Linked DNA regions of Solanum lycopersicum: region 1 is linked to region 2. The links are chromatin contacts, called in public HiChIP or PLAC-seq maps. All regions are on one chromosome and are shown on one strand. Each heading gives the region's core, a stretch centred on a gene start, on an enhancer-like site or on the middle of the called end of the contact. The rest is flanking DNA. Distances are from core to core; before and after follow the strand shown.

The links. HiChIP or PLAC-seq counts read pairs in DNA pulled down with a chosen protein or histone mark.
Region 1: an RNA polymerase II HiChIP or PLAC-seq map of leaf shows a contact between it and region 2, with 4 times the contacts expected there. The contact joins the promoter of LOC101263316 here to the promoter of LOC101263025 in region 2. A contact is called at or near these places in 3 of 8 Hi-C or Micro-C datasets (leaf and leaf mesophyll) and 1 of 1 datasets of contacts at active chromatin or transcription factors (leaf).

Annotation. Positions count from the first base shown.
Region 1 is chr5:41,062,216-41,067,711 of SLM_r2.1, reverse strand. It overlaps LOC101263316 (protein OXIDATIVE STRESS 3 LIKE 1), which reads left to right and starts at 3,081. Exons shown (of 2, transcript XM_004239272.5): 1 at 3,081-3,657; 2 at 4,869-5,496. The coding sequence starts at 3,356. The coding sequence ends at 5,325.
Region 2 is chr5:40,762,309-40,767,280 of SLM_r2.1, reverse strand. LOC101263025 (GCN5-related N-acetyltransferase 6, chloroplastic-like) reads left to right here and starts at 2,162. Exons shown (of 8, transcript XM_004239270.5): 1 at 2,162-2,674; 2 at 2,748-2,800; 3 at 3,166-3,202; 4 at 3,270-3,335; 5 at 3,468-3,572; 6 at 3,639-3,792; 7 at 3,867-3,943; 8 at 4,016-4,326. The coding sequence starts at 2,381. The coding sequence ends at 4,081.

The sequences.
Region 1 (5,496 bases), core at 1,832-4,331, 300 kb before region 2:
AGATAACAAACAATTATCTAAATGAAAATGCCATATGGACATACTACAACCGAGATCAAACAATAATCTATTCAAATTGCAAAGATATACGATCAGCAGACATGGAAGAACTAAGACAATGGATACTAAGTCTATTAAGGCCAGAAGCTACACCAACAACAAGAGCTATAAGGAAAAATTTTATTTCTCCTAATCTGATGACAAGATACTGCAAGTTGATAGGGCAAAAATATCCTGATCATCTATGTTCAAAATGTGAAGGAGAAGATAATTACGTACCAGATGTACAATTAGAGTAAAGATGGAAGAAGCAAGATATCGAAGATAAGATTTACTGTAAAAATCGTAAAGTAGATAGTTAGTATGTCGGCCATAAAAGGCCAATCATGTAAAAAGTATTTTGTTTTCTTGTGTTAGTCATAAAGTAAATAGTGTGTGTGTCGGCCAGAAATAAAGAAGAGGCCATTATGTAAAGTAGTAATAGTAAGTATTTTGTTTTCTTGTGTCGGCCGAATATAAAAAGGCCAGGTGTAAAGTAGGAGTGTCAGCCATTTTGGCCAAAAGCGTGTAATTTTTGTGTATAAATAGAGGGCTTTCCCTCATAAATAAATAATCCAACTTCTTCCAACTCTCTCTCTTACAATAATCGCTTCCACCCCAAAATTGGTATGAGTGTCCATTTAAATGAAAATTTTTTAGATTAAAATCCTAAATAACCCTTAATACTCTAAGAAATTGTTTGGAGGGATGTATTAATTAAAATAATCCTTGGATTAAAATCTAATCCATTCAATACAATATTTAATAGCACATTTTAATTCAAACCCACCTAATACTTGGATAACTTAATATTGCACCATATGTAGATTACAAATAACATGTTTAATAAGCCTTGAATAAGATAATAAAATCACTGAACTGCCCCTCAATGTCTTTATACAGTTCTCTTCCGAATTGGTAAAGAAACACAATATGTTGATTGAATCAGATTCTCCAAACAAAGTATCATTTATTGTTACACCAAGAGAATTCGGTTGACTTTTTAAAAAGAACTCAATCAAGTATTATTGCAAGAAAGGGTATTTTCAAAACCCAATCGACAAGTAAGATCCAATTTTAAGCCTTACTTCCAAGATTTGCATTTCATATTTTCATTTACTTCAAGGAATACAAAATTCTAATCTTTTGGACTTCAACAAGAGGAAGCAGATGTATGTTACTCCCTCCATTTCAAAAAGAATATATTTTTTTTTCTTTTTAATGTGTTTAAAAAAGAATGATCTACTTTTTTTTGGTAATATTTTAATTTCTATTTTCTACGTCACATGTTTAAGACCACAAAAATAAAGGACAATTTTATACATTTAACCTGACTTTAATTTAGGACCATAAAATACAAAAATCTTCTTTATACTTTTAAACTCCGTACCAAATTAAATCAAATTATTTTTTGTGAAACGGTAAAAGTATTATTTAGCATGTCTTAGTTGTCTGCATGAAGTAGGAAATATCATAAAGGGGTGAATTTCCCTAGCTTGTGTTATTTGTCAAGTTTATAATGTGATGGCTACCTGTCATGTTTAAATTTTAAAGTAAATGTTGTTTATTTAAATTATGCAGCATTATTTATTACAGATTAACAAAGGAATGAACATGAAAATATGTCATAATGTTGTACATAAAATAAAAAAAATCACATAATAATTTAAAAATATAATTGAAAATAAGTCTCTCGTAGAATCTCAAACCACACACAAATTTAAATTGAAAATAATATATCAAACATTTTATAAAAAATAATTCATGCATTACTAATTTATATATTACTTATTCTTGTATTGTTAATTGTTCCATTACTAATTCTTGTATTAACACTCTTTATCAAACCACCCCTAATAACATTATGACGAAGCCGTAATCTTAAATTACTTTGACTAAGTAGTGTTTGACCAGTATCCTAAAATTGATGCTAACGTTGTATTGTTTTCACTTCCTTGCAATTTCCAATTGGTTTGGGTTGACTTTAACTTCTCATTCACACATTTCGGACCAAATCAAATTAATATCACAAATATGTTTAAGTTGTCTAAAATTGCTCTTTTATTTTGCTTTTAAAATATCGTTTTCCCTTTAGCTAATTTCACTGTTTATTTTGTTAATCTTATTATGCTTTGCATTGCTTGATCGGTTATATTCAATAATGCATAGTATAAATGGTTAAATTAATTACGTTAACATTATTTTTTTAACCGTTTGAATTTTGTTAAATAATTGTGCATCGTACATGCGATTAGAATATAAATAATACCGTATAATAATTATTATTGATATTATTTGATATGCATACAAATAATATTAAATAAAATATATAATTAATAAATATAACTCTCTATTTCGTATGTATTAACTGAAGTACTGGAGGATTTTTTATTGTTCAAAATTTAATATGTTCGTTTGAATTTTTTCTTCATATTTGACCTTTACTTAAATAAAGTTTAATATTTTTTTAGAATATACAAGTATCTTGCTAGACTATAATCGTAATTTCAGAGACACACCTTAATTAAACTAAGATCTTATTACGATGATTTTTTTTTTACAATTTTGTGCACCATTTATTTTACGTGATACACTCCATGACTTCACGAAATTGAGGCGCGTGAAATATTTTTGGATGTTATGTAAGACAAAGGTGCACAAAATTTCAAAAAATAAGTTTAGGGATAACAAAACCTTAGTTTAGTTAACGTATATCTGAAATTTTGATCATAGTCTAGATACAATTGTACATTTTCCCTTTTTAAGATATAAAGTACACGACATACAAAGTAATATTTATAATTTATATAGGATAGTAATATAAAATATGATTTAAATTATGTCTTTAAATATTCTTTTATCATAAATTTTGTTAACATAAAATAAGAAGGAGTATCAAATATATAATTAAAATATAAATACTATCAAAACGAATGCAAACTTATAAGTTAATTAACTGTTAAAGTATTATCCGAATGCAAACTTATAAGTTAATTAATTGTTAAAGTATATTATACAATATTTTTCTCAGAAAAGACGTCAAGATATGATATTTTGAATAAACGGTGGAGATGGGAGGTTGAAACTAGTAGTATTCGGTTATTGTTACAGCTTGATGCAGGCTAGAAACCCTCAGTTTCTACTTTAAAAGATAATCTTATTAATTATCCAACTTGTAGTATTCTATTTTTCTCTCTCTCAGTCTGGATAAAGATAAGGCTCTCTTTATATTCCATTTTTCGTCCCCCTTTCTCTATCTAAATAAACACTCAAATAGCAGTATCAGTTTTTTCTCTCTATAACTTGCCTTTTAGATATGTCGATTGTGTTGGGAAGAAATAATTCAAGTGATCATCGGATCAAACCTTCTGGATTCACCGCCCACGAAATGACCTCTATGCCGATCTATAACTCGCCGGAATTCGGCATCGGAGATCCTCGGGACGATCGAAGTTCTTCTTTCTCATCTTCTTCCTCTTCTTCATCGATCGGAAGAAATAGTGATGACTCGCCGGCCGGTAGATCATCATCGGACGGGGATGGCGAAGAAGTACAGAGTTCATTTAAACCTGGAGGTTTGGACAATTTGGGGACCTTAGAGGAGGTTTTACCTATCAAGTATGTCGATTTTTCCCTTTTATTTGTTAGGTGAAAATATTTCTAATTTTTTTTTTCTAAACTTGGAATTCGAAGACATAGTATAGGTTATAATTTAATTTAACTATACACAGATCTGCAAATGTTTGGTTGTTTTTCTGCAGTTAATTTGGGGATCTGCTGTCTCTTAATGACTATCAAGGTTGCTTTAGTTTGTAGTTTGATATGTTGCTGAAACTTTGAGGAAAATTAGCCAAAAATGTTAAAAGGTGACGAAAAACTGGGTGTATTTTGCAGTAGGTCTGTTGGAATGCATCAGTTAGATGGTTTCTGTATTAGGAATTAAGGATCAACTGTTGATATGGCTTGTACAGTCTCTCTTGGTTATGTATGTTGCAAGTTCCTTCATTTTGTGGGTTTTAATCATAGTGGACTGACTGACTCGTTTAATAGAGGTCAAACCTTATTCTTTTCCATAGAAAATTTCAGAGTTTAAAACTTAGTTCGGATTTTTGGTTACAAGTATATTTCATTAACTTCATATCATTTAGGATGGTTATTTGTTATGGTAAGCTTGATGGAAGTGTGAACAACTCTGGTGTTGACATTTCGGGATGTGGTTTTGGGGATGATTAAGTCTTTGCACAATGGATGTTAAGAGCTAAACTAGTCGACCTTATACACTCATCTGTGTGTGAAAGATCTTCCATACACTGACATCCAGGAAATCATGAGATATGAAAGCATGTGTGTAATGTAATGTCTTTGAGAATGTATTTGATTATTCTGGGTTATTTCCTTTTCAACGCTCATGTGAAATGCTTTTTTGTTGGTTTGGTTTTTTTCCTTGGAGTATGGCTAAAATGCGGTGTGCATATGGATGATATCAGACTCCACCGTCTTTTTTACTGCTAACTAAAGGAGGCTGATATTCTCCTGAGTTGCTCTTAGAAGCTTGTAACATCACCTAGTATATATTGTTGTGTATTTGATTTAACTGGAAAATTGATTGTTGGTTTCAACTACTATTACTATTCTTGTTGTTGCAAACATTCACATGTTTTCTGGGTTTATCTGAAATCTTAGCCTTGGAACTTTATTTGTTTTTAAGTACTATTTCAATGTTCTCTACTAAGTCTGGAGTTTAAATGTTTATGAATTTTGTTGTTCATAAAGAGCAAACCATTTGTCCTATCATCGACCACTTATTCGGCTCGTCATCCCTGTTACAGGAGGAGCATATCAAAGTTTTATGCTGGTAAATCTAAATCTTTTACCAGTCTAGCAGATGCGGCTTCAATTTCCTCTGTGAAAGAAATTGTCAAGCCAGAGGATGCATACACCAGGAAACGCAAGAATCTGCTTGCGCACAACAATTTCTTTGGCAAAAATCGTAGTTATCTCCCAGGTATGGGTAATCGTGGTATTTACAAGAGACCGATCAACTCTAGAAGTTCATCAGCTCTAGCTGCAAGTGTGAGCTGCTCTGACAGTTCCGAGTCTTTGAACTCAAGCCCATCATCGCCTTGTCTCACTCGTCCTCCTCTTCCTCCGCAGACACGAAGGTATAGGAATGAGTCGTCATTATCTCCTCCTGACCGAAAATTGAATGCATGGAGGTCTTTCTCCTTATCTGATCTACAAGGTGCTGCTGCTGCTGCTCCCAGCTTGATGGGAATAAAGGAATAAAAGACAATAGTTGTATTCTGTGTCACCCTATGAAGACAAACTCAGATTTGTTTACATGGTGGTTGGCTTACTTATTGAATCGGTCATAGGTTTGGTTTTTGAGTCTCTGGCTGTCTGCCCATTGTAATTATTGGTCTGCCCACCGTCTGGTCATGTTATCCTAACAATATT
Region 2 (4,972 bases), core at 913-3,412:
TATCACAAGATCTTCAAGCTTCATTTCTTTACGCTTGTGCTTTAGATAATTCTTGAAATCGTTCTACGAAGGAGGTAACTTCTCATTCATTGCAGACACTTGAAAAGCTTCATTTACTACCATATCTTCAGCAATCAAATCATGGAGAACAAGTTGAAGTTCCTGCACTTGTGATCCAACAGTTTTATTATCTACTATTTTATAGTCTAAAAACTTTGCAACCACAAACTTTTTCAAGCATACATCTTCTGTCTTATATTTCTTCTCAAGTGCATCGCACAACTCGTTTGAAGTTGTTATTGCACTATAGACATTATATAAGTCATCCTCTAAAACACTCAAAATGTAACCTTTACATAGGAAGTCTGACTGTTTCCATGCTTCAATAATCATGAATTTTTCCCTGTCTGGCATATCATCAGCAGGAACTGGAGTATCTTCACTTGTAAATTTCTACAGACGAAGAGTGGTAATCCATAAAAATACTCGTTGCTGCCATCCTTTGAAATTCACACCTGTGAATTTACCCGGTTTCTCTGCTTGTGGTACAAGAATTCAGGTTGGTGCAGCAACAGCCACTGTAACACCAGTGTTTGCCATTTCTGTTAAAGGAGTATAAAATCACGAAGATTTTTGTCTCCACCAGAAACATTGATTTCAAAAAATTAATTTCCTTAAGATTGTCAACCAACCTGTGTTATCAAAACTAGAAAATTACTGATTTTAATAAATTGTTTAGAAACACAAAGTAACTGAAATTTATAGAACCAGTAAGCAAGATGAACAGAAAAATTTATTTCTCAACAATACTTAAATCTGCAAAAACTTACCAGAATCTGAAATAAACTTTTAGTTTGGAAGAAAATCAAGTCCACTGAATTCAGAATGCCCCTTTGAGAAAATTATTCCCCTGTAGTATCCGAGGTTTGATTTGGAATATAACACGAAGAAATATGTGTTTAGAAGAAGAAGGAAGACCAGAAAATTCGTTAGAAAATATTCTGAAGACTCAGTGGACACGATCATTAATGAAAGTTTGCAACCTTTCAAATGGTATTGACAGTTCCTGAAAGTTGCAACCTTTCAGAATAGTCATGACGGGAATTTTAAATTAAACCGGAAGCCGAAGCGACAACGGCACGAGGGGGGTCCCTCTTTCCAACCCTTTTAACAATTAATAAGAGTGTTTATGTATTTAAACTCTCCTATTTTCCTTTCCATTACCGATGAGGGACAATTGCCTTTTTTATTAAAGCATAAGACGACTTTTCAAGTTTCCAGCTTTTCAAGTTCCTCTCCTTCCCTCTATTTCTCATCAATTCTTGCTACATACCCAAAAATATATGTCAATAAATAGACAACTTAACAAGTCAATTGTTTTAAAAAAAGACAAAGGTAGCCTAAAATCTGTGATCCCAATTTGGTATTAAGATATTCAAATGTAACGCGAGGAGGACAAGGAAGCAATTGGGCGGCTGCTATAGATCCACATATGGATGACAATGATATACATACCTTTACCTAATAATTGTATCCACTAACGGTTTCCTTTCCAAACCCATGTGCTCCACAACTCAAATTTGCGTAAGGAGGTTGCAGTGAAGTGATAATTTTATTTATTTATTTATGAGGTTTTGAATTTGAGTGCTTTTAGATATGAAAGTGTTATTGTTAAGAAATATTTTTCCTTTTAAATGGAATTTTTTGATATTTAAATTTATATTTAGTTCAATTTTAATATGAATATTTAACACTAGGTGAAAAATAATTTTATTTTTTTCGCATAAGGACAACCGAAAGAAACCAAAAAAAAATTGGACAAGGACAACCAAAATTTACCAGCACATTGACAAAAACTCTAGGCATTAGGAATGTTTGGTAGAGTATATTAAAAAAAAATATTATATTTATTAATTGTATTTATATTCTTTCTATCATATTTATGGAGAATACTTTTATAAATAAAAATTATTTTAGAAATTGTGGAATTTATGATATTGTTAATATACCAAAGTAAGCAAAGGAAAAGAAATAATGTCAGTGGTTTAATAAAGTAAAATGAACAATAAGTTTCAACACAAAACATGTATGTATTGATTTAATATAAACACGCGATTCAGATAAGTTTTACCTTAATATGAGAAGTAAGAAAGTAAAAATCAATCAGTGTGCTATCTCCTCTTTTTTCCACACTTGTGATTAGTATCTCCTCCTTTATCCACAGTCGTGATTAAATATAGTTTTGTGCAACTCTAATATGAGAAGTTAAAGGTAGAAAGTGAGACAAAAAGAGGAAAATAAAATTACTTTTATTGAGTTCGTGCTCTCTGTTTGGTGCTCAAGAATCAAGAAAGATCCTAATTATTAATTTTAGAAGAGAATGTCAACAATGGCTACTTCTAGTGGTTACCTCACAAATTCTTTTTGTAAAAGGGCAATACATGAGAGTATTTCAGCATTCTTGATAATGTCAGCAAGATCATCGAATCTCAATTCCTCAAGCAAGGGGAAGAAACAAGTATTTAGAGAATTGCGATATGCCATTCCACAATCTGAGACTGAATCAACATGCAAATCGAATCTCCATTGTGATCGATTGGATGAACAAGTGTTGGATCAGGAAAATCGACATCAGTTCATGGCACATGAAGCAGTGCTTGATGAAGAATATTGGGTTAGTATCCTTCTTCATAATTTAAGATCCAATAGCTCGTGTTTTCACTATGTTTAGCTTTAATAATTGACAGAGAGCAGCATGGCTGCGAGCTGAATCTCACTGGGAAAATCGCCAACATGATCGGTATGCACCCTACCCTGTTATGCACTTAAAAAGTATGCATATAAATGAATCATTAATCAACTAGTCGGAATTGGCTATATGAATTCTTTATATCGTACTTTAATTAATATAAATGATCCATCATATTATGACAATTTTTATGCAATAATGGTATTATTATTATACCATCAACCAACACACCCTACCTTTGGTAGGATCGGATAAAATATCCAATCCAACCATACTTATCATAGATTAAAAAATAAATCAATGGGTTAGTAAAAACCTATGGCTTCACGAATAATCAGGGAAGTCAAAAGCTAATGGGTCGGATTGGATAGTTAACTACAAGAAATCTTTAATCATTTTCGTCTTTGATAATGCAGATTCGTCAATAACTATAAAAGGAAATATGCAGAGCAGGTAATTTACAAGTGTTACATGAAAAACGTATGCGCAGTGCATAATATCTCATAGTTCCACTATGCAGGAGTTTAATGCCTTGAAAAGAAGATGCAAATCACAAATTGGGCAAAGATGCACCTGCATTGTTGCGGTATAAATAAATCTGTAAACAGAAATTTACCTTCACATAATATTATTTTTCTTCAACTCTTGTCTTGCAAGAAAATTAGCTTCAAACTTGTTTTAGTTCATCATATCTGATATGTACTGTTGACATCAACAGGTACGGGCAGAAGATAAAATTATCAGACATACAGTACTTAACAGTGTCGTTGGGACACTAGATTTAATCATCGGGCACTTGTCAAGTGGAGAGTCTTTTCCCGGGGTAATTAATCTGAATAAATAAGTAACAATTTTCCCGTCAAGATTTGAAATGTCTTCAATTCAACAGGGAAGGGTGAATGCCCCTGATTTGAGCAACATTGAGAGATCATCCATTAATAGATATGGTTATATTGCAAATTTATGTGTTCTGAAATCTTCTCGAAGGAAAGGTGTTGCAAGAAACATGTTGAATTTTGCTATTAGATTGGCTAAAGAATATGGTAAGCAATATAATTTGGATGCAACAGTTGTAGAATCAATCACGAAAAGACTAAATCTGTTGTTTGTGTAATAGGTGCAGAAAAGGTGTTTGTGCATGTACATACAAACAATGGACCTGCACAAAAGCTTTATCAAAATGTTGGCTTTCAGGTAAAAAATAAATTTCTTTTGTAACTTAAGTTAATCTATTTTTGTGTTAATAAAAATTCCGTGTTTTACCAGGTTGTGGAAGTGAAAAATCATAAACTCGCTGAAGAACAACCTCACTTGCTTTTCCTCAGAGCATGAAACACATTGAATGCAAGTCAAATTTTTTTCTATTTTTTGGCTGATATATTTGGAGCAAACCCCTTCACATTCCATTTTTTCCACGCGTATATATATATATATATATATATATATATATATATATATATATATATATATATATATGCAGTAATGAAAACTTCAACTATGATTAAACAAATATCTGATGTATTCCTTTATTCTTATGAGAGACAGAAAATAAGAGAGGAAAAATTCATTAACAAGTTTCCGTATGTTTGATGAACAAGGTGAGATATTGACCTCTTTATAAATGAGAAAAATTAGTAATCTTCAAAAAATCAAAACAATTGTACTGTCGAAGAAAGCTATCATCCCGAAGACAATACTGTTATTGAAGGAAGTTAATGTCATCCATATATAACTATCACTGAAATCATACTCGCCGAAACTTGTTTGTACATGAGTGCCTTATATTTAGATGTACGCATGTAGAAGGCGACTTTTCGGATTAATTTTAGATAGAGCGTAATATATATTTTTCATTTGAAGACTGCCATAAATTCTGCAAGCACCTAATAAATTTCATCAAACATTGACATGATAAGCTTCATTTTGATTAATATATTCATATGCATCCAGCAGTTAGCCAACCTCACAAGCATATTGCTCAAGTCAATGCATTATAAATTACATACACATTGTTATTTTTCATCATTGCAGAGAGATCAAGAACATCTCCCATCTCTTAACATTGTCGTTGTTGTGCGACTTTGCGTTCGGATTTGGTCAAATCAGTAATTGGTATATTCTTTGGACCAAATTTATAATGTTAATATTAATAATTATTAACGTTTTCCTTCTCGAATATTTGCTTCATTTTGCTCATTTACTTGTATGGTTTCATAGCTCACA